Linked DNA regions of Capsicum annuum: region 1 is linked to region 2. Evidence: chromatin contacts called from public Hi-C data. All regions are on one chromosome and are shown on one strand. Each heading gives the region's core, a stretch centred on a gene start, on an enhancer-like site or on the middle of the called end of the contact. The rest is flanking DNA. Distances are from core to core; before and after follow the strand shown. Region 1 holds the start of LOC107843637 (DNA glycosylase/AP lyase ROS1). Region 2 has its middle 35 kb from the start of LOC107843637.

Evidence for each region. A called contact is a pair of places that touch in the nucleus more often than the background predicts.
Region 1: a Hi-C map of placenta shows a contact between it and region 2, with 4 times the contacts expected there. The contact joins the promoter of LOC107843637 here to the enhancer-like site in region 2. A contact is called at or near these places in 2 of 5 Hi-C or Micro-C datasets (leaf and placenta).

What each region holds. Positions count from the first base shown.
Region 1 is chr10:208,053,569-208,058,164 of UCD10Xv1.1, reverse strand. It overlaps LOC107843637 (DNA glycosylase/AP lyase ROS1), which reads right to left and starts at 1,319. Exons shown (of 20, transcript XM_016687980.2): 1 at 1,076-1,319; 2 at 45-649. The coding sequence starts at 477.
Region 2 is chr10:208,020,182-208,024,470 of UCD10Xv1.1, reverse strand. No RefSeq gene overlaps it. Among protein-coding and RNA genes, the nearest start is that of LOC107843637, 35 kb to the left of the region's middle. Within about 2 kb of position 2,745, at least 1 of the 5 cell types and tissues checked has an H3K27ac peak or open chromatin away from gene starts, as enhancers often do.

The DNA.
Region 1 (4,596 bases), core at 70-2,569, 35 kb before region 2:
AATTAATAATGACGAATGAATCAACAAATACTTCATTTGTCTACCTGCATTCTCAGAATTCAGGAATGGGTTGAAAGAACTCTTCACTCTATTCGCTGTTTCATCTGCTGGCGTGGTGCCACCAGCCTGTGCCATCATCAACAGATCTCCAAAAGACACATTGCTCCACATGTCTACATTATCACTAGGGAAGTTATTGTACATATTTATTCCACCTCCATCCATTTTGGACTTTGCTCCCACTGCTGCTTCCGAGGTAATGAAGCACTGATCTACTGTCACTGAACTTGTTGAACCACAGTATGCTGCCGCATTCTGTGCTTCCCCGGTGGCGCCAGCCGTATGTCCCAGTGCTTGTTTTCTTTGCAAATCTGACCAATCCACTTGACCTTGCTGATTTTCCTGCCTGTCACTGCAAATTGGTGGAGATTTCACAAATCCTGGATTCCCCGGTGTTGCTGGGATCCATGAGTCCATTCTGCAGCTCTGGAAACTGGTAAAAACCCAATCTTTTTCCCCTTTTTATTTATTCAATTTGACAGAAAAAATTTCTTATGAGAAAACTCAATCATTTCCAGCATAGAAAAAGATGCAGGACTTGGATAAGTTTATTAATTCTACGGTACCAATTTTATTTTACCAAATTATCCTGCAAAAAAAAAAAAACAATCAAAGATGAAATGACCCAGATTGAAAAAAAATTAAAAAATCATAGGAACAAGATAAACATAACATCATAAAATTCTACAAAAAAACATACTAATTGATTAGCACTTGCATTCAAATTTGTGAATTTACATCAAATGATTCGTTTTATAACAGATCCCCAAAGACCAAAACCAGAATGTAGATTCAACAACAAATCAAGAAATCTCATTTTCTTCTTGTCAAATTCAAGAAATGATTAGCAAAAATTCAGTCTTGATCAGTGAAAATTTCATCCAACCGACAGAAACAATAAAATCTGACCTCAAAAATCCAATTTTGTCCTTCAATTTCATGATGTCTAGAATAAAAAAAATTGCATATATAACTGGTCGAAGAAGTGTAGAAAACTCAGCTGAATTTTACTCACCTGAAAAATGGATCTTTGATGGGAGATCTCATAGAATGGAAGAGAGATATACTGTTTAACTATGGTTAGAAAAACTAGGAAAGAAGCTAAACTGAAACTCAGAAAGGCATTATACATGGACTGATATAAAGTCATTGAACCGATAAAACTTTTTTTTCTCGGCAAATTGTTAAAAAACCATGCTCCCTCCTTTTCTAAATACTTGTCATCTTTAAAAAGCATATTACTCCCTCCGTTTTTAAATACTCGTCATTTTTATATAAATAGATAGTTTAATAAAATTATTTGAACTCTTCAAAAATATCATTAAATGTATGTTAGATCCTTTAAAAGTAACATAATTTTAAAAAATCTAATATAAATACGATAATATTTTTAGAAAATTCGAACAACTTAGATCCACAATACCTATCATCTTTATTCTTAGTATAATCTAGGAAAAAAATATTAAATTAAAAAGAATAATACATAAAAATAATTTAGTCAAGTTATTTTTTAATTATTTTTTAAAAAAATATAAATAAAATATATTAAGTCTTTAAAAATGGAGAAATTAATTTATTTTTATTGTTATTTTAATTCTACTTATATGTGTTAATAAACCAGTGTTCAACAACATTTATTAAGGGGTTTAAAGTAAAAGTATTAATTTGTGCTAAACGATTAAAGTGCCGTGAATTGTCGAACTGAGGGTTGACCACGTGCCAAGAGTAGGAAAGAGGTTCTGCTGCCCTTGTTTTATGCTATTGTTAAAAGTTAGCCGTTAGGCAAAGTGACAGTTATAACTGTCATGAGGCGAATTCAGAATTTAAAATATATATTATATATTATTTTATATTAATATAATATAATAATAATAATTATTGATTTGACGTTTATATTTTTTTAGTGGATTTGTTATGCGTGTACACGATCTAGTCAAAGGTTATTGTGGATATTTGGTACGATGTGTCTTTTTTTTAAATTTATTTATGTGATTTTAATTTTATATGAAATTTTTAAAAATAAAATAAAATTTAAATTTTTATAATATTAAATTTAAAATATTATTTCTTTTATTTTTATTTATTTGATCTATTTTAACTTGATGAAAAGTTTAAGAAAATAACAAAGACTTGAATCTTGTGTATATTAAAAGATATGTCAAATGTATTAAAATATTTCTTAATTTTGAGATCTCAACATATTAAATAGAAAATTAAAATTATAAAGTTGTTAAAAAGAAAAGAAAGCATCTTTTTTTTATAACTGTAGTATCTGAATCAGCTTGTACGTACTTCGACTAATTCCACGAGATACCTACCATCTCCCACCAGCAACAATTATCAGGTAACTTGTCTACAAAGATTAGAATAGATAGAAAAGAAATCACCCAATGTTTGTCTATATTGAGAATTAAACCTCAAATCTCATGGTGCTTAATTCAACTCTACTAAACCACTAGGCCACATCCTTGATGTAAAAGAGACATTTTTTTAAAAATCAAACAAAAAAATTTAGTCAAATAAATTCAAATGAATTAAAAAAAAAGTGTCAAACAAATTAAAATGGAAGAAATAATTTATACCAAAGTGCCTTTAATGTTGAAATTTTAGATATGTCATATGTAAATTGAAATAATGAGTTGCTAAAAAGAGAAAGTCAAATAAACAAATTGAAATTGAGGGAGTCTATATATAGTCAGAGGCTAACCCATGTGTGTGGGTGGGAATGCACGTACAGAACCACATCTGTTGTAATTGTTGTTGTATGAATGTTAAGCATGTAGTTATGTTACAAGTCAAATTGTTAAGAGTTAATTCTTCAGGTATGTGATGGCTAAATCTATTTTTCGAACTATTATTAACTTAAAGATAGGAATGGGAATTTTAATATCAAAGGCATTCATTAAAGATTTTGATTAAAGTCCTCTTCATCTTCTTTGAATTATTCTCCTTAGCTTTTTCTTTTTGTTAGTTTTGCTTCTAAATTTTGGATTTAGGAATTAATTTTGATCTTTTATTTCTGTGGAAGTTTTTTTCTTTGAAAAAATTAATAAGTAGAATAATTTCAACCAAATATTAAAGCAAGCTTTATGTTCCGTCTTTGGGTTATTTGATGTCACATTTTCTATCAGTCTGTTGCCTAAACAATAGTAGTCCATTTGAACAAATTTTTGAGAAGTAAAAAAATAAATAAATATAAATAACATAAATATCAAATCTTTGGGGAGTAATTACACTCTCTTCCTTTTTTAATTAGTTTACTCTCTCTCCCTATCAATATACATAATATAGCCGACATATATGTAACATTTTGTGTATATGTTGGGATTTTTGTAATATGTTTAGGGAGTTGAAATTTTTTGTAATATTAAAAATATAAGTTGTGTAATTTATACTCATTTATTTTAAAAGTTGAGATATTTAATCAAACTTCTACATCTTTTTTGGACGATTATTACAAATAGTAATGTATTACAATATTATTGTATTGCATTGTAGTATGTATTATAATATATTGTTTAAATGAATATAATGTTTGAATAAATTGTATATCATTTTTCATTGTTATATAATGTCAGATATTAACATATCTAAAGGATAAACTTACAAAAAAAGTGAGGTACGGTGAGGAGCTATTACAAATAAGATAAAATATAAAAAGAAATTGGTTAACAATAAATAGAGACAAAATAAGGAAAAAAAAATAAGATAACGTTGAAATTACACCAAATCGAACATTACATAAAATAGAAATTTTCTTGTTATACAATGATGAATTTAGCTATGCAATACAATAGCAAATATTTTAAACTAACAATATCATATAATAAGTATCAATTAGTCAAGTAAGTTTTAAAAAAATGCAATGCTTTTAAACAGTATCAGAACTTATTTTCTAAAAGCTAATTAGTCCAATGAAAATTGTTATTGTTCTAATTCTTTCAAAAGCACTTTTCATAAAAAAAAAGAAAAAGAAGCTTCTAAAAATAAGCGAGTTTTAGTATTTTGGCCAAAGAGGCTATTAAAATGTTTTGACGGCGTTAGTTTTGTTTTTATTCTCTATTGCGTGATTGATGGTGCCATCAATTTCACCGTTTAGTGGTCCCATTTAAGTAGTACAATTATACACGTAAAGAATTTGCTTAATTTAGTATAAAAAAAATTAAATATATGATGGTGGAGGTTGTCATCTACTGTGTTGCTTTTATTAGGTAGAAAATACAATTGTGAATTGTTTATTACTTTTACAAGCAACCTTTTAATTTGGTGTCATATCAAGGTAATACTCTCTCCATTTTATACTTGACTCTTATTTACTTAATATATATATTTTTTTAAAAATTTAATTTTAGTTTAATAAATTTATTTTTAAAATTCTAAATTTAACTGTTGCTCCTTACGTCCAACAATACTTATATTTAGTATTAATTCGACACACATATTAAGAAATAATAAATAATGAAAGTAATTTTATTGTATCATTTTTTAAATATAATAAATTTAATATTTTGAGATATGCATTGAGTGATGAATAGT
Region 2 (4,289 bases), core at 1,496-3,995:
TGATACTTGGACATTGATCGCTCGCAAAAGATAAATATATCAAAGAGCTTCTAAACTCTGACTTTCAAAAATTGACAAAAGATTAAATGCAAATCTGCTTCAACCAATGGGGGTAATAAATCCTAAATCGAAGTGCAGCAATACTTCATTACAAAGGGTTGGAAGGAAAGTTACATTATAAGAATCCTACCCCAGAACTCTAACAAGTAGCAAGAGAAAGCTCGTGGATCAAACGCCACAATTTCTCTAAAAAAACTTAAGCATTCAAATCAAGTTCATCAAGATTCAAGATCAAGACCGCAATATTCAAGAATAAACTCAAAAACCCTTGAATTCAAGCACAAGTCAAAATCAAGTTCCTCAAATCAACAAATCAAGTTCAAATTCAAGATCAAGCTTTAAGCCCTTGAATTTATATTTGAAAAGGCGAATCAGAGGATTCATAGATTGTAACAGTCGCACATTGAAATCAATAAATTGATTGTTGTAATGTTTTTCTTGTCTCGATCTATTTATTTTTCGACTAAAAAATTTTATTGTCCAACAAATTCTGGCACGCCCATTAAATGAATTATGAATATTATATTTTGAAATTAGTAATATTATTGAAAGATCAAATTTTGTTATTTTATTATTATTTTTTTAATTAATTGGTCGGTTAATTGTCTTATATATCAAAAAATGAATAATTTGATTAATTTAATTGATCAAATTTTAAATATAAAAAATTTAGCGAAGGATGTGCAAATTTTATTCTCAACTATGTTAAGAGTATGCAAAATTAAAATACACTCATTATGATTAACATTTAACCTCTATTCACCACATAATTTTCCGACGAAGGGTGTGCATCTGACCATTCTTCATCGAAGGTGACTCTGCCCCTGTCAATAAGTTTACTTGGCACCCAGAGAGTCCGAATCCTGGATAGAGGCTGAGCCAGCCCTCTTCAGGAGGTTCGTCCGAACCCCCTTCGACGGAAAAATATATTATTTATGTATGATTAACATTATTTTTTATGTAATTATAATATGTATTGAACCCCCTTCAACTTAGTTTTCTTCAAATATTGAATCCCCTTACTTAAAATTCTAACTTCACTTCTAATCCTAAATTTGCCTCTATAAAAATATTATTAATACACAATATTCTACACTATTCTCAGACACCTGTGAAACGACCTCTCAGAGAATAGGCTCTCAAAAAGCCAATAGTGGATCATTATTGATAGTAGTATAGGCAACTGATTCTTTAGGTAAGTTTAATGGCAAATAGTGGTAGTATTTTAGAGGTTCATTATAATAAAATTCTCCTGAAAACGACATCATCCTTGTTGTTGGTATAATTAATTATTTTAACTGTCTCATCAACTCTTTGGGCCATACTACAATCAAAAAGTGATATCTTGTCTTATAATATGTTTCGTCAATCTTTTAAAATTAATTTATTCTAAAAAAATATTTTAGTTATTTATTGTAGTTGAATTTTATTTAAATTTTTAAAAAATAAATAAAATTATTAAATTTTATGATGTTACATTAAAGATACGTATAATATATCAAAACAATTTTTAATGTTGTTATTTAAATATATCACCTTGAAATGTAAAAATTATTTTTAAAAAATCACAATTAAAAAAAATATTTATTTTTAAATAAGCTTTAAAGAATATAAAGAAATTGAAATAGGAGTAATATTTCTGGAGACTAACGATTTTTTTTTGTTAATCAATTTGGGGTTGATTTTTATTTATACCAATAATATTTTATGTTTAATTTAATCAAAATTTCAAAAGTGCTTCGATAAAAAATTACTTCTTTCAATTTCTTAAATATTTACTTTTTCCTCTAAAAGCTTAGCTAAAAAACTCAGCTTCTAGACTAAATATATATTTTTTTGAAATAAAATACTTTCAACTTTTCTAAATTTTGGGTAAAACTGACTGAAATATTTGTACAAGTTAAAATGAGATGAAGGTCTTAAACAATTTATATGTTATTTTACTTTTTCTGTTCCATAATCTTTTCAAGATAAAAGTTATCATGTTTTTTATGCGAATGACAAGAAATATATGTAACATCAATAAAAGAAAAAACGGTTAGTTACTTATACTGTTTCTGCAAAGGGTAAGAAACATGCGTAATCTTTTTAATATAAAAACTATCATACTCCCTCCGTTTTGAAATAACTGAATTGTTATGGTAATTTATTGGTGTTTCAAAATAAGTGAATCAGTGATTTTTTTTTTTAAAATTTGCCCTTATGATTTGACAACCAATTAACTTTTGAAAATGTATTATAAGGTTAACTTTTACATTTTTGGGGTAAAAATGGAAAGTTGTGTTAAATTTATATTTTTAATTTTTTTTCTTAATATATGTGTCAAAATTCAACAATTCATTTATTATGAAATGGAATGAGTATTTTTTATGCGAATGACAAGAAACGTGTGTAATGTTGATAAAAGAAAAAAGTCAGATACTTTTACTTTTTCTACGAAGAATAAGAAATATTCATACTTCAAATTTGGATTTTGAATATTAAAAACTCATATTATAAAGCACTCTCCTCTTATATAAATTATGCATAACATAAATTCAAATTAACGAAGACTCTAAAATATATATCAATCCAATATGAGAAATAAAAGAAAAAACAATTATTATGCTTGGGAAAAGGCAATAGTGGGCCATTGATAGGATTATAGGCAACCAATTGTCTAGGTAGTTAGATGCCCACTAATGGTAGTATTTTATTGGTTCTACCTTTTTCAAATTTCAGTTGAAAAGGACAATATAATTATTGTTGTTGTTATTGTTAAAAAACTGTCGCATTAACTTTTTGGTCATATGTAATCAAAAAGTGACATCTTGTCTTATAGTTTGGTTGATCAATCTTCTATAGTTTATTTTGAAAAATATTTTCTTCGATCACTTCTATTCTTTATGATGTTAGTTTATATATATATATATATATATATATATATATATATATATATATATATATATTCTAATTTAATCACACGTACTTTGCACGTATAATTTTTATTAGATGGTATTGTCTATGTGAAGATTTTTAATGAAATATAAAAAATTTAAATTAATTCTTAAGAGCCGTCGAACTTTAATATAATAATATAAATATAACATATATTTTATTGTAAAAGTATATATAATTTATCATAAAAAATTTCAAGTGGTTAACGGATCGTCGTTTTTGTGTTTGTCATGCAGTACCTCTTTTCCTTTTCATTAAAGGTCAAGAGAGACACATCGATTTGAACCATATTTGTAGTATGCTTATTTTTTTTATTCTTTTATATATTTAAAATTTTTTCTTATTGTTTTAATTAAATATTTAGAAAATCTTTGATTACTTACTTAAAGTTTTGGTACTTTTTATATTTTTTTTATTCTAATGCTTTCAATATTTATTTTTACATTTTTCAAATCTTCTTAAAATAAACTAAAAGTTGATTTCCTAAACTAATGAAAAATGAATTAGTTGTCATTAATTATGATGACTTTGAATAAGAAAAGGTTTTACCATAAATATTGAATTAATTTTTAACTTTTAAATATTAAGAAAATAGAGATAAGACGATTTTGTCTAAGGTAGAGACTTTTAGTGAAGGACAAAAAGTTCAAACAATATTTGTAAGACCCTTACACGTTTAATATAGTAGTATAGATGTACATTATTTTTACTTATAATTTTTAGTATATAAAGAGAAAAATATTTTTTAAATATTTTACGCTTATAATTAATCACTTCAAAAACAACAAACTCAGTGTATTCTTCAAAGTATTAGATAAATTTTGTGCTTATTCTTCCCTATAGGCTTCTTCTTGCTCAACCAACATGATAATTATCCAAATTATTTTCTTCTTTTCATTACACACTTAAACAGCCCCTCGACTTTCACTTCATATTTGAGAGTTCCAATTACAAAAGTGCTTTTATGGAGAAACTATTTATGGAGAAACTATTTTCTCTTTAAAAATGATTTCCACTATTACTTAAAAATACTTATTCTTCCTCTAAAAACTTAGACTAAACAACTTAACTTCTAATAAAAATAAATATATAATTTGTAGTTAGTAGGAGTGTATCAGCTTGTTGTCTATCTTTATAGTCGTAGTATTATTTTTGTTTTTTGTTTTTGATCTCTGTTATTGTTTCATACAGGTTGATTATATTTTGTTTTAATATGGTTTTATTAGTTTTATTACATCTTTTTTAAAAAATTAAATAAATTCATCACTTCTTTTTTAGACTGTTTTGATCTT